Regions from separate parts of the Rattus norvegicus genome. Here region 1 is linked to region 2. Evidence: chromatin contacts called from public Hi-C data. All regions are on one chromosome and are shown on one strand. The core of a region is the stretch at or near the end of the contact, and the rest is flanking DNA. Distances in the headings are between cores, read along the strand shown. Region 1 has its middle 140 kb from the start of Adgrl2. Region 2 has its middle 310 kb from the start of Adgrl2.

What was found. Hi-C and Micro-C count contacts between places; a contact is called where the count stands out from the background.
Region 1: a contact with region 2 is called in a Hi-C map of the A7r5 cell line, with 3 times the contacts expected there. The contact joins two enhancer-like sites. A contact is called at or near these places in 2 of 12 Hi-C or Micro-C datasets (the A7r5 cell line and the Rat2 cell line).

The regions. Positions count from the first base shown.
Region 1 is chr2:240,349,278-240,354,192 of GRCr8, forward strand. No RefSeq gene overlaps it. Among named protein-coding and RNA genes, the nearest start is that of Adgrl2, 140 kb to the right of the region's middle. Within about 2 kb of position 3,069, at least 8 of the 93 cell types and tissues checked have an H3K27ac peak or open chromatin away from gene starts, as enhancers often do. A contact at or near this core is called in the A7r5 cell line, where this site is marked.
Region 2 is chr2:240,182,749-240,187,078 of GRCr8, forward strand. No RefSeq gene overlaps it. Among named protein-coding and RNA genes, the nearest start is that of Adgrl2, 310 kb to the right of the region's middle. Within about 2 kb of position 1,498, at least 8 of the 93 cell types and tissues checked have an H3K27ac peak or open chromatin away from gene starts, as enhancers often do. A contact at or near this core is called in the A7r5 cell line, where this site is marked.

The DNA of each region.
Region 1 (4,915 bases), core at 1,819-4,318, 170 kb after region 2:
CTTAAATCCTGTTCTCTTGTGGAAGTCTCCTGATTACTGGGATTACAGGTAGAGCTGCCAAGCTTGGCAAATGCTTAAAGAGTTTTGAAAAAAAAGGTTATGAAGCCAGAAGAACATAGAGGCAGGAAAGAACAGAGGCAGGGAAAAATAATATATACATATATACATATATGTATATATACATATATACATATACACATATACTTATATACACATATACATGCATATACATATATGTATGTGTGTGTATATATATATATATATATATATATATATATATATATATATATAAATTTGGAAAGGGCTAAATGGGAATAAAGAAACGGAGCGAGGGGTGCAGGAGCAGGGACAGAGGTTAAGCATCAACAAACGATCCAGCAAATAGGACAGCTGGCCAGAAACTATTGACGGTCTCAGCCAGGCTGGAGCCCAGGGAGCAAATCCCCTGCTTCCACCGGACCCTTCCCTCAGCTCTGAGGTAGCCCTGAGTGTACAAGGTGCTTGAGGCTTAGGTGCAGACTGGTTCCTCAGGTCTAGCGCGGAGAGGGCGTGGGTGTTTAGTTCTCAAAGCTGAAGAGAACCGCCCTTAGGTAAGCCCACTCTGAATTCCAGTTCCTAGATGCTAGAGTGTGTGGCCTCAGGACCCGAGAGCAACCATGGAGCTTACCACAAGGCTCAGAAAGGGCAAGGGGGTGGAACCCTGCCATAGGCACCGGTCTATTGCCCAGCTTGCCGGAAGGCCTGGTTGGCAGGAGACATAGAGCCGTCACAAAGGGCCACAGGGGCGGGGCCCTGAAGACCATCTTATTTTAGTGAAAATTTCTCGTTTAAAGCAAAATATCACGTTTCTGTTCAGAGAGTGAAAAGACAGGGAGATGACAATATTTGAAAACCCTCAATGATGAAACGCACTTTAAAAAAGTAAATAACATGTCAAAAGAGCGCAAGGAGACTGAGGTGCTGTGATTTTCTTCACACGACTTTGGCTGTTTTTTAGTGTTTGGTTGTACAGGGAAATAAAAATAAAATCTCTGATATCTTTGTGTGTGTGTGTGTGTGTGTGTGTGTGTGTGTGTGTGTGTGAGAGAGAGAGAGAGAGAGAGAGAGAGAGAGAGAGAGAGAGAGAGAGAGAGGAGTTTTGGCTCCATTGCAAAGTGGTTAATCTGTATTACTTTTTTAGTCAGATGAAGATCAAAAACTGGATGCTGTGACTCAAATCCTGACATTTCTCCTACATTACAGCTCCTTCCTGGAGATTTTTTTAATTGAGTTATAGCCAAAGTGATAATTCAATAACCAGGATGGTCAGCATCACCTTTGACCTCCAACTCGGTTAACTGGTCTGCTTCCGGGAAGTGTTTCTGTGTTTGTTTAAGACGCTTCTTCTCTGATGGAAGAGACCAAACCATGAGGGAGGGGGAATCTTCTCTGACCTCCGAGCAAATTCAATGTTCAGACTCGTCAAAGAAGACATCTGAAGTGGGTACTGTCATTAGCTGGGAGCCCTTGAGAAAATTGTTTATCTTCCTTTCTATCTTCTCTCTCTCCCTCCCTCCCTCCCTCCCTCCCTCCCTCCCTCTCTCCCTCCCTCTCTCTCTCTCTCTCTCTCTCTCTCTCTCTCTCTCTTCCCTTCGAGGTAGGAAATGAAAACTCAGAGGACTGGGTAGAGGAGCACTGAGCAAAACTAGCGCAGCCGGCCAGCTCCCTCAGCAGCTATGCAAAGGGACACGGTGGCAAGTGTATTTCTGTTTCAACAAGACACAGTGATTCGGACGAATCTACTCGGTTTATCTTGTAAAAATCAGACAGCCCATGTTTGCGTGTAAAAGCCGCAAAAATCATTACGATCGATACTTAAGTCAGAAAACCACTAGTGAGTCTTCATTCTGGTCAACAGCCTCTAACAGCTATTGTTACTGCTCATGTTAGATCGCTATAGTCCTGTCAGCCTGTATTTACTTACGATTATTTATTTATTTATTTATTATTTATTTATTTATTTATTTATCTATCTTTAATCTTTTTACAGGTCAGTCATTATCCCCCTCCTGGTTCGCCCTCCAACAATCCCATTCCTCCTCCTCTTCCCCTCCAAGACTATGTCCCCACTCCCATCCCTACCCTGCCAGGCCTTTCCACTCCCTGGGGCCTCAAGTCAAGGGTTTGGTGCCTCTTCTCTCACTGAGGCCAGACCAGGTAGTCTTCTGCTGTCTGTTTCGAGTCCTTGGACCAGCTAGTGTATGATGCCTGGTTGGTGGTGTTAGCATTTTATCTAGACTCCACCCCACAGTTACATGGCAACAGCCAGGTGTGCCTGCCTCACTATAAAAGGAGCTGCTTAGCCCCTCCTCTCTCTTGCCTTCTTGCTCCTGCTCTGTCCTCTTGTCCGGCTCCCCCTCTTGCCCCATTCCTCTCTTCCCTCTCTCTGAATACTCATGGCTGCCCCCCTCCCTCTCCCTCCCTCTCTCTCCCTTTCTCTGTCTCTACTATCCTCTGAACTCCCCTCCTCATGCCATGCCTTGCCTGAACTCTATTCTATACTAAACCATCTGTGGATGGTCCCTCAGTGTGAAGGGATCAGCATGGGCCCGTGGAGGCACCTCCTTCCCACACACCTGACTACACAAACACCAAACACATTCTTCCCCCTCATCTTTATAAAACACACAGGTGGCTCAGTGTCTGAGAGATTTCAGGGGTCCAGGCTAGTTGAGACTGCTGGTGCTCCTCCTCCTCAGCTTCTTCTAGCCTTTTCCTCATTCAACCACAGGGATCCCCAACTTCAGTCCGTTGGTTGGGAGTAAGGATCTGTGTCTGACTTGGCTCCTGCCTGTAAGCACACTATAGTGTCAGCAATAGTGTCAGGCCTTGGAGCCTCTTTTTGAGATGGGTCCCTATTTGGGTCCCTGGACCTCCTTTTCCCCAGTCTCTTCTCCAGTTCTTTTAAGAGAGCTGCAAAGGAATTTTTTTTTCCTAATAAAGTCAAATGAGAAAGCCATGTGGGCTGGGAACGATAGAATGTTTTTTCTGGAGCCGAATTCTGACTCATGATTTAAAAATGCTTGTGAAAAACTATGCGGAGACCCATCAGTCATCACTGGTCTCTTAGGCTCACAGCACTGGCTTGCTTAAGGATTACTATGCCTTTGAAATATTTCCACAAGGCTTTCAGCTTCGATAGCACAACATAGAAAGATGTGCATATGCGTGTGCGTGTGTGTGTGCATACATGTGTATGTGTGTGTGTGCGTGTGTGTGAGTGTGTGTGTGCATGAGCTTGTGTGTGTGCATACATGTGTATGTGAGTGTGAGTGTGAGTGTGTGTGTGAGTGTGTGTGTGTGTGTGTGTGTGTGTGTGTGTGTGTGTGTGACCTATAGCAGCTGAAGAGTAAGTGAGCTTGCCTGCACTGGATTTCCTAGGGATCAGTTGTCACTTCAAACTCTCATCGTTTGTACACTAGGATCCATACACATAATGACATCTCACAACCTGTTCAGAAAAACTTCCAGAAACTATAGGCTTTTAAAACCGAACCTGCCTGTCAAGACTTCTGAGAACAGGAATGCCTTCAGGGGAGGGAGGGGGATGCCAGTGAGGTGGTGAGGTCTACTGAAACACTCTCTCTCTCTCTCTCTCTCTCTCTCTCTCTCTCTCTCTCTCTCTTTCTCTTTCTCCTTACCTGGGGATGTCAGAGCTATTGTTCATGTTCTGTCTGATTGATTTTGACAGGAAGTTGCTTCTCTGGACTTTCCAGCTCAGGTTAGTGGCCACATTACCTTGAGATGAACTTTGGGTTCCTGACAGTCCCCACTAGTACTAAATACCTCTTAAGGACGCACAAATAGTGTGGGCAAGGCACATGATGCTTGAAGAGGCTCTACCCTCAAGACGTCCACATTTTCCAGCTTGGTGGTGGTCTCAGCTATCCTTGTGTGTGGCCCTTTGGAGACTCAATCTGACCCAGCAGAAATCCCCACTCTGAACGTAGTGAAAATGGTCAGGATTTACCTCAAATCCAGTCCCAGTCATCCGAACTCTAACCCTCATGCTCTGGTCTGTGTGTGCTCTTTGAGGTCTCAAAGCCATGGGCAGGGAGCACCTGGAAGACACTCTTACCTGAAACATCTTAATTTTATTACACTGTGAAGCAACCTCACTTTCCCCCACTTGTCAGTAACGTTTCCTACTGAAGCTTGAGATTTAATGCAGTCATTTGACAGAAAGGAGGTGATCTGGAACTGTTTTCTTAGTGAAATATGTGGTGGGGAGGACCATCCTTAGAGAAAACGTCAAGGTCAAGAAATAAGACAAGCTGGCTTCCTTCCAGTAACCTTCTGGGAGGCAATCCTTTCAAGTTGTTCCTACTTTCTTTTTTACGAAAAATTATAATGGGTAAAAATTTTATAGTTCAAATCTTTGGACCCATCCCACCCCATGGAAGCAAAGTTCAGTTTTAAGCCTGAATTTCAAGCTTGAATTGAGAGAAACATGTATCACCCCCTCCTCTATTCATCTAAATACATGAAACATCTTTCGTCTGCTTACAGAAAAAAGGCACATGAAATTTGCTTCTTTAAGTGGAGGCAAGGAATTTGTCCTGGTTCTATTTTTTGGTGGGGAGGGGCTGGGGGGGTTGCAGTGATGGCTTACACTCAAGTAAGCACTGTTTTATTGGCTACCATCCCACCTCTGATGAACATGAATGGACCCGGCAGGGTATTTACACAACTTGTAGCAGTTTCTATATAACGGACTATAAAAGCATCCAAGGCGAACATGAGCATAGGGCTGTATGAACTACACTTTCACAGAGAGAACTTGAGACTTTTCTTTTACTAGAAAAGGAGACTCTGTAGATGAACCGGTATCGAGCACATCTAAGCTGAACAGGTGACAGCATTCTTCTTATGACCA
Region 2 (4,330 bases), core at 248-2,747:
CTACTTAGGTAGTACACTCAGGACTTCAGGAAGACGCATTCTATTACTCTTTACCCAAGGCCAATGGTGAAGTCAAGGGTAAAGGCAAAGATGTTGTACATTGTGACTACGTTCACAGACCCACACGGTACTCAGGTATTAGAAATCTGGGGAAGCCCAAACATGTATAAGGTGTTTACAAACATCCAAGAGCATATGATGATTGAGTGCATTGTTGGTAAAGTTAAACAAGACAGGATGAAGTCCAGGTGCATCTGGCCCAGGGCAGTGTGCAGTGAAGTCCAAGTGCAGTCCTGGGCCCATGAATTCACAGTACTTGGGAGCAGCACAGTGAAAGAATTGTAGGAGGTTTATTCATGTACTTCGAATTCTACAGCTGACTAGGGGAAAGGATAAGGGAGGCACAGACTTGGAACTATCAGGTTGTGACTTCTCTCAGATAAACTCAAACCAGCATGGCAAAGTAGAGTGGCCTTGTAACATGTGAGTGCAGCAACCACTTGACAGGAGGAATCAAACAGTATAGGAAAGTCACAGAAACTCCAGCATTGGAGCAAGTTGCCCTGAGTAGTTGCTCTGAGAGATTAAAAATCACCTTTGTCCTAAGAGACCCCTAAGAATAGGAGAGACAGAGTAGCATCAGGCAAGAAAGGAGGTAGTGTTCACAGACTATGAGTCAGGAATGAAGCTTCTGGGGAGAAGCTGTGAGGGAGAATTAGGAAGTGCAGCCTGCAAGCGCAGGAACCTGGAGGCAGGAGCTGGTGCAGAGACCATGGAAGGATGCTGCTTACTGGCTTGCTCCTCCATGGCTTACTGAACTTGCTTTCTTATAGGACCTAGGGCTACCATCCCAGGAATAGCACCACCCACCATGGACTAGGCTCTCCTGCTCTAGTTAAGGAAATGCGCTACAGGCTTACCTACAGCCTGAGCTTATGAAGACATTTTCTCAACTGAGGCTCCTTCCTCTTTGATGACACTAGCTTGAGTCAAGTTGACATAAAACTAGCCAGTATACTGGGTAAACCTTTGTTCTTTATAAATGACTCAGTCTGTGCTATTGACTTATGGAAGGGGAAAAGTAAATCAGGTAATCTTTGGGCCAGGAGTACACTGTGGTAGAAAATAGGAGAATTAGACCTTAAGGCTGCACTCCCCAGGACTTTAGACAAAGCCTGGGGAACTAGGTATAAAGAATGAAAGTGACATGGATTTAAGCAAGGAGAATAGGTGGGGGGTCTCTTCTTCCCAGAAAGATGGGAATAGAAAGTAACTCAGAACTCTTCCACTCAAGGGCATTCCAATTTGTCACCACATTCCAAACATATTCGCTGCAGTTAATAACAAGAGAAACTCACAGGATCGAAATCTGGAACAGTTTTCTCAGCTCTGAAAACTCCAGAAAAGCCAAGACAGGAACATGAAAGAGATGCTTGCTACCCAAAGCCATGCATAGCGGGAGCCAAAATTCCAGACGTGCGCACACACAGAAAAACTTCACACTCTGCTGCTGACAGCCTGCTCCCTTCTGCTTTTCAAAGTAGGAACCTCCTCTCACCGTGGATCGCTTGACCAATTGCCTTTTGCCAAAAAAGGCAAGAATCATGCACAAGTATTTAACCCGATTTGGTTTTAAATCATCTAACTGTTGGCAGCCAGTCTCACAGTCTACCAGGAGCATGGGACAGATTAAGGACGCTCTCTCTAAAGAAAAACAAGCCAGAGCACTGTTTCCTCTGGGTGACAGTGGTCTTGGATGATGTTAGGTAGGGAGGAAATGCACCACGATGAACAGGAAAAGAAATATTCCAGGCAAGAAGGAAAGGTCGAGGGCCGCCTTATCCTTTTACTACTTGGGGCCTCTGTTGAGCAAGGACATGTAGAAGTACGCTTTATCAGGACTGTCTTAGCTCTGCTTGTCTCCTTTAGGTTTCTCCTTTTCCGTTTCTGACTTAGAAAGAACAATGATAAACAATGAGTCTCTTTGTCAGCCCTTGGCAGTGAGGCTCAATGGAGCCCCTGCCTGGTGAGTGTCCATGGACCCCTTGACTGGTGAGAGTTGCTTCTCTCACCTCAGCTTGGGTGCCACCAGAGGGGATGAAGAGAAACATGACCCTGGGTGTCACCGGGGGATTAAGCCTACACCTGGTTTTATCTCCTTTCAGAAGGGAGCCCGGACAAAGCTTTGATTCCTTAAATTACAGGAACTCATAGGGAATGTCTAATGATCAGAAAGAGCGAGTGGGGGCTGGGAAAGCATCGGAAGTCATTTCCTGTCATAATCCCCTCACGTGGCGCTGCGTCTCTCATACAGATCGCCTGGGAAATAATTTTAAAGCGTTTAAAAATATCTCCCATGCTATATTATGAGCTGCTGTTGGGTTTCTATGGTTTGAGAGAGCTATGAGACTGCAGCTTCAAGAACTAATCGCAAAACATAAAAATGCTGGAGTCTAATAGAATTCAGCTGATTGGAGGCCGGAGCTGGGGATGCGAGCATTCCTGCGCGCCCAACCCAACGCAGAGAAAACCATTGCTGGAGGGAGCAGCAGTTCCTTCCTGCATGTGTTCTCCACATCTTTATCTTCTATTCTTTGTTCCTGTTGGCTTACTAATTAGCTGTGATTTTTTTTAATGCCCCTTATAGTAGGTTAATTTTGTCTAACTCACCAGCAGGGGTTTTTGTAATACATAATTCACAGAGCAATGTCAATGATTAAAATTCTTTCATTAACACAGCACCTTAAAGATAATAAATATGAAGCATTTAGCTCCCAATCTGTGGGTACAGAAAGCTTCATTTCTTGTATAGGGAAAACAAAAAAGCTTGCTCACATGATGGGCACTGGAGAAAAGGAAAAAGAAGGGGAAAAAAACTAGAGCCCGAGTTTTAAGCTAGTGCAAAGAGAACCAAATCAGAAAGTACTTATTTTAAGCTCTATAATTCCATGGGGGTTTTCAAAGAATTCTAGAAATTACACTGCCAAGGGACTCTTTTTCCTGCCCTTTTAAAGAACCACTCGGTAGCATCGAGGCTAGCCCTCTCTGCTGAGGGTGGACACAGACTGCAGAGAAAGAACTGGGTGTGGTAAAAGTGGTTTTCAGACGCCGCTTCTCCATTCTATTCAGCGATCTTGATGCCTCTGACTTGTGACTGTGTGAGAAGAGCAGGCAGTCATTAGATACAGAGGATGAAATTTCATTTAGAGAAATTTGAACAACTCATAGAACATCTGTCCCTCTGAGCCCTGTCTACCCACCTACTCACATGCAAGTCTCATATTTCACTTGGTTAAGTGCAAGCCTTTTTTGCCCCTATGTAGTCACTCTCATCTAAAAAGGAAAAAAAAAGGTAATAATCACAAACGCCTTGGCAACAGCAGCCAAGAGAACTGAATCTGATCACTAAATGTGATTTTTCTCAGAGCCTTTTCTCTCAGTGGTTGCTCTCTGTGTGTGTGTGTGTGTGTGTGTGTGTGTGTGTGTGTGTGTGTGTGTGTGTGTTTCTTTTTTCTCTTCTCCAAAGACGAATCAGATTATTTTGAGTTGGATATTTTTGAAAGAATGAATGTCCGTGTTTTTCGCCGTAATTACATATAGCACTACTTAATTTAGAAAATTCTTCGCTAGTAAAGGTATCAGCCAGTACTAAGTCCACCATGCAGATATCTTGAGGTTTAAGGCACATAAGTGGAATTAGAGACCACAAAATATCTACCCTGTCCAAAGGATATGGCTGAGATTTAACAAGGGGCCTCAACGTAATGCATTTTCTACTCTCAGCCCTGGTTCTAATAGGTTTGTCTCCAGAACCAAAACAGTATCAAACTTTCCCCTCGATTGGCATTTTGAGCTTAAGAGACATGGAACAGGATTACCGAAGTGGCCTCCCCATATGTCATCCATTCCAGTAAATAGCCTGTCCCCTTCAGATGCAGGTCAGCAGCAGGCCGGGCTGAGGAGACGTTCATGGACTTGCTGTCATGTGCCTGTGGCTAAGTCCAAATATTTTCTATTTTTAGTGGATGGTGGCTCCCATTGCTCTCATAAGCTCCAATAATTACTCCCATTTTTTTAAAAGAAAGTGAGCAGTACTTGGCCCCTAGTTAAACCCAGACACTGTGTGAGCTACTAAAACTAATACTGGATGCTAGCAGGTGAAAGTTGCTACTGGTCAACTGGCATACATTAAAGTAGTAATGCATGTTTCTTTTTTTTTTTTAAAAAATGGTAGAGTAACTTTAATTTCACATGTATAAACCAAAAAGAGTTGATTTTTTTTAACCCCCTTATTTTCAGTTACAGATTAAAGTCTGGGTAGCTGGCCAAG